2 separate regions of the Arachis hypogaea genome follow, and region 1 is linked to region 2. A link is a contact called in public Hi-C data. All regions are on one chromosome and are shown on one strand. The core of a region is the stretch at or near the end of the contact, and the rest is flanking DNA. Distances in the headings are between cores, read along the strand shown.

Region 1 (2,907 bases), core at 364-2,863, 84 kb before region 2:
TGTATCAGAATTAAGATCTATATTTTTATTGTTATTATCATTATTTTATAATTATAATAGCATATCTTGTTGAGAGTTGGGAATGCAATAGCAATACTATTCAATTCTTTCTTCCTGCCTAACCTAAAAGTATTAAATAAAAATATATGTTTTTTTATGTACATCATTTTCAATCGCCATGTAGCAGCACATGCAGAATCATGTGACTCGGTTGAAAAGGTCCAGTGATATGTCACTTTATACTGTTTATAAATTGGTGTTTTGACCTTGGAAAAGGTTGCTCTTTGATATTATCATATGCAAGCGTGTAGGTGTGTGTAGCTGAAAATGATTTAAACTTTAGGAAGTAAACATCACTTATGATATTTAGCTGCACCCAATATTCAAATTCAAGTTGAAAATAATAAATGCAAGTTAGCTAGATCTAGGGGGGAAGGATTTAAACCAAGAGAAAATAAAAAAAAAAAAGTTGTGGAAAGTGATGAATTAATGCATGTTTGGGAAAGAGAATTTTTTTTTTTTAAAATCATTTGTAACTCTAGCATTCTAGCTATTAGTAAAAATAAAAAATACAAAATCAAGGGCCGCTGTCTCTGAAAATATTAACACTTTTATTTAATAAATATGTTTCCAAATCACAATATGTGTTACTTATTTTAATTAAAATTGTTTAGTTTAGTATTTATGCAAAATGAAGTTCTAAAACCATATTGCTTCAGTTTAGAATAAATATCAATGTTGTTTCTGGTCATTTTTGTATTTTATTTATATCTCAAAGATTTAAAAATAACTAAATATTAATTCACCTAACTTAATAAAAAATTACTAATAAATACAGTGACATATTTAATGAATATTGTATATGACAAATCTTAAGTTGTTATTGTTGTAAGTAAATTTTAAAAATAGTTCAAAAATACAATTAAAAATAAAAAATTAATTTACAAAAGATTCTTGTTACATCATTGTTTTCATGTATCTATAAAAAAAAACTAGATTTTTTTCTACTAAATTACAAAAACTAATTTTGCATTTGAGAAAATATTTATCTTCTATTATTAGTATTTTTTAGGGGTTAAAAATAACAATTATATTTAATCACTTTTTAAATAGGTAGAACACAAATAAAATAAAATGTTTAATTCAAAGTTTAGGACAAAAATAATATATTATCCCAATAATAAACATAATTTTTTTTTGGGTTTTGGTTATGATAATGGAAATGAATCCTCTCTATTTTTTTGTCATTGAAGAGAATAAAGTATAATTTTTTATTTTTAATTTTACAAGTAAGACTAAAAATAAATGAGAGAAAAAATATAATAAAGGATAAAATTTTTCAATGGATACCATCCAACTAGAGAAAATTCACTCCCCATGATAATAAACTTATTCTTGAATGCTTTGGTGGTGTTCAGAACTGGTCTGTTCGCTAGCATCAGGTTCTTTAGTGGAATAGGATTCGCTTGCAGGCTCAGTGGATTTCTGCCATTACACTTTTATGTTTTTTGCTTTTTGTTTTCTAATTTGTTTTTTCCTTTTTCGTGGTTGGGGTCATTAGACTTATTCAGAAGGACTATTCTTTAACCGGGTCACCCAATTTTTTTCCCTGTATTTTTCGTTTCAGGCCCAACTAGCACACATTCAGCGGAACAAAATAAATGTTGCACTGTATAAGTATACAAAAAAAAAAATGTTGCACAACTATATATTGATTAAGTAGTTAATTCATTTCTCTGCTATAGTAAATGTTATTAGAATTAAAATCTCATATTGTATATATAATAATTTATTAGCCAACAGCAATTTTAAAATAGAACTTAAATCCGCAGCAGACTAATCATTAACCTATGAAAAAGTATATAGAACCAAAATGTTACCAGCTAAAAACTAAACAAAACCACATTAATTTATATTAATAATTAATTTTAAATTTTTTAAATTCAAAATTTAAAAAATTAAAAATTGATTAACTAAACCTAATTAAAACCTATAAAAACCTTCTTTTTCTCTTTTACATTAATCTACTCACCTCTAAAAATCAATTTCTCTCTCACCGTCAGGCCCTCTCCGCCTCCCCACCGCAACCCACTCTTCCGATCGCTTCCACTTCTAGTCGGAATTGTCTTTACTAGATCGGAAGCTTGTGAACCTTATGTTCGGACTCGGGTTCGAGTCTCAGAATTTCCGCGCGTCAGCGCACGTGACTTCCCCTCGGAGCCGGCGTCAACAGCGACAAGAACAGGCGCGTCAAGATCGAGTAACTCCGGCATAAGCCTGAGGCCGATTGTGCTATCTAAGAAGGCGACAGAGGTCATCAATGATGAGCTGGTTTATCCGAGGCCATTAAGTTTTGACTTTGAGCATCCAACATGCACTGAAGAGGATGTCAAGGAACTCATATGGAGAGAATCTGTCAAGTTCAATCCAGATCCACCTTCTCACTAATTGATTTCTGTTACCACATAAATACCATCATCATCCTATGTAGATGATTTGCTAGGGACAACAAACTTCTCTTCCTTTGTAATCTTAGACTTAAATGTCACCAACCAGGTTATAAACAAAATTTCTCGTGGATGTTACAAGCATTTAAACAAAAATATAAAAAAATATTCATTTAATATGAAAAAAACATCCTAATACTTAACAAAAGAAATATTTAATTATATTTTAGCAAAAATAATTAAATATCTATAAAATTTAAAAAAAATATGAAATTTTTAAAGAAATAGAGACATTCACATTTGCAATACAAAAAAATTCGAAAAATATATAAAAGAACATCTATTTAGTATGAAAAGAAACATTCTGATACTTAGCAGAAGAAACATCTATATATATTAATTCGTAAAAATTTTGGATTCACCAAAAATATTTTGGCTAATTTTTGGCTAATATCCTTTT
Region 2 (2,947 bases), core at 399-2,898:
CAGTAGGGCTGGCAATACATACCCTACCCGCGGGGTACCCTATCCGGCCCAACCCGTTCGGGTAGGGTAGGCTATCCGACCCACTGCGGGTAGGGTAGAGTGCGGTCTGGGTAGGCCTGCGGGTAGTGTAGGGTACGGGTTTAGGATGTACCCTACCCTACCCTACCCGCACCCCCATATATAACATGTTTTTAAAAATTTATATGCATAGTGAAGGAGGTGAGAGTTGAACCCTCAACCTCCTTCATGTGTAGCAATTAACCACTAAACTAGTTACTTACTTTGATAATATATTGCATTTGTATATTTATGAAATTACCATAAAATAAAAATTAAACAAAAATAAAAATCATATATATAATTCAAGATTCAGAAATCACTCATTAGAAACCCTAAGACTAAGTGGGAGGCTGGTACTCTGGTAGCGCCGTTTCTTCCCAAGTTTCTTCCCAAGCCATAAGCCTCAGACCTCAGTACTCTATTGCCCCAACTCTCCCTCCTTGTTCCTCGTTCCTCCATTGCCACCACTCTTCTTCCTCCTCTGTGCTCTCCTCGCAATGCCGCTGATTCGTGACCTTCTCTCCTCTCTACGCTACTGCTTTGTTTTCTTCTTGGTATGTACTTTGCATTTGAATCTGTGAAAATTAGGACTTTACTAGTGGTGAATAATAAGTTTTTCATGCTAGAGTTTGATTAGATGATGTGATTGGTAGCTGTAGGGAAGTAGCTATACCAAAAATAAGAGAGAAAAAAAAAAGAAAAACCAAGTTCATGTAATTATTCGGTCCTACTATTACAGTTTATGCAATATCCATGTGTATATATATGCCTTTGCATTACACCATAATTATCTGTATTATTTAGTTTTATTCAATGCTTGTTGTGCCCAACTAGCTTAGTGTTGTTTTCTTGGAATGTAAATGCTTAAATTGATCAAATTTGTTGCTTTAGATTTACAGTTGATGTGAATGCAATATATATTGGAAAATTGTATTCTTAAATATTATACTAAAAAAGATTTAATTTTACGATGAGAAAAAAATAAGGCCCTCAAATAAGTTGGAGTCGGAACTTGGCAAAATTTTTCAATATGAAGTCAGGTCATAAAAGAAATTTCCAATTTTTATAAAAGGATATTGTTTTTTTAAGGACAGAAACTTGTAATTGAAAGAAAGAGCGAAAGTGGACTAGATAAATGGTAAATTTAGTTTGATAAATTTTATGTATAAAAATTGGATTCCTAAGTTTTTTATGTATAAATGATTTTTCTGAATCTTAATAATTTTTCAGCATGCTTGAATTTTTAATTCCTGCTTCTACCGCGAAAGCAGGACAACGCAAACAAAGGGGGGTAGCGCTGCCCACCTAACAGAAGGCGCGAAAGAAAAGCGAGCCGGGAATTCGGCATCATATCGGTTAGCTGAGCCGGCCTCAAGGAAGAACTTTGATCTTGCCTTTTTCCTACTTTCGAATTTTCGCCACTAGGTACTTCAAAAATGAAAGGGGTCTTCCTCCTCAAGTCGGTTATCCGTATCGGTGAAATGACTATATCCTTAACACATACACTTCGGTAGAGTTTTCCAACGCGAAATAGGCTAGCGCGGATCCCTCTCTCCAATTATTTATTTTACTATTGTGTAGGTAATAATGGATAGTACCAATATAGATGTAGTGGCTCAAGAACAACAAGAAGAAACTCCTATTGAAGAAACTGCTAATTTTGTTCCAGACGAGTCTGCCTCAGGTGAAAATAGCAACAAATCTTTATTGAAAAGTGTTTATTGGCAATACTTTAGTAGATATAAAGAGGGAAAAGAGTGGAAGGAAAAGTGCAACCATTGTAAGTCTGTTCTTGGTGCCAATCCAAGGAATGAGAGTACGAATTTGAAGAAACATGTGCTCCATTATTGTAAGAGAATAAAATTAGCAAATTCAAGATAATCAACAATTACCGAATCTCTTCAAAGACATGGAAAGAATAGTTCAGATTCTTTTATATTGATGCATCTCACACAAGAAAATTGATTGCCAAGTCCATTTGTATGCATGAGTATCCTTTGTCATATGTGGATCATGTTGCAACAAGAGAAGTGTTTGCTTCAATGCAACCAACGTTTAAGATGCCAAGCCGAAACACAATCAAGAAGGATATCTTGGAAATATACGAAGTGGAGAAGCTTAACATAAACAAGATGATGGATGTAAATGATAGTCGAGTGGCTATTACAACTGACATGTGGACTTCCAACCAGAAAAAAGGATACATGCTTGTTACAGCACACTACATTGATAATTCATGGAATTTACAAATGCGGGTATTTAGGTAATACCTTAAACTTTGCTTCTAGTATAAGATATGCTTTCTAATGCTTGATGTACTTGTGATTTTTTTTATCTGATATATTTATAATAATTTTCAACTTTACTTATGTTCCTGCTCCTCATTCAAGTGAAGTTCTCTCTAATGCATTAATGAAAGTTTTGTTGGAGTGGAACTTAGATAGAAAATTATCAACTATTACATTGGATAATTGTTCTACAAATGATACTATGATTGATGTATTGTTGGGATGTCTAGACTCAAATTATTTATTGTTAGGGGGTAAGTTATTGCATATGCGTTGCTGTGCTCATATTTTAAACCTAATTTTGAAGGATGGTTTCAATTTAGTTAAAGAAAGTATGGAGAAAATTCGTAATAGTGTGGTGTATTAGACTTCAACTCGTAAAAGACATGAAACTTTTGTGAGTTAGTGTAGTAAGTCAGGTGTTTCCTTTACCAAAAAATTATCTCTTGATTGTATAACTAGATGGAATTCCACTTATGTGATGTTAGAAACTACATGGTTGTACAGAGATGTCTTTGCTCGACTAAAACAAAAAGACTCCAATTATAAAAATGTGCCAAGTAATGAGGAATGGAAACTTGCAAAAGAAATTTGTGCTA

Evidence for each region. A called contact is a pair of places that touch in the nucleus more often than the background predicts.
Region 1: a Hi-C map of leaf shows a contact between it and region 2, with 2.7 times the contacts expected there. The contact joins the enhancer-like site here to the promoter of LOC140174303 in region 2. A contact is called at or near these places in 2 of 8 Hi-C or Micro-C datasets (both in leaf).

Annotation. Positions count from the first base shown.
Region 1 is chr7:17,414,582-17,417,488 of arahy.Tifrunner.gnm2.J5K5, reverse strand. No RefSeq gene overlaps it. Among protein-coding and RNA genes, the nearest start is that of LOC112702678, 12 kb to the left of the region's middle. Within about 2 kb of position 1,613, at least 3 of the 3 cell types and tissues checked have open chromatin away from gene starts, as enhancers often do.
Region 2 is chr7:17,330,308-17,333,254 of arahy.Tifrunner.gnm2.J5K5, reverse strand. It overlaps LOC140174303 (zinc finger BED domain-containing protein RICESLEEPER 3-like), which reads left to right and starts at 1,648. Exons shown (of 3, transcript XM_072198730.1): 1 at 1,648-1,744; 2 at 2,092-2,323; 3 at 2,856-2,947. The coding sequence starts at 1,648.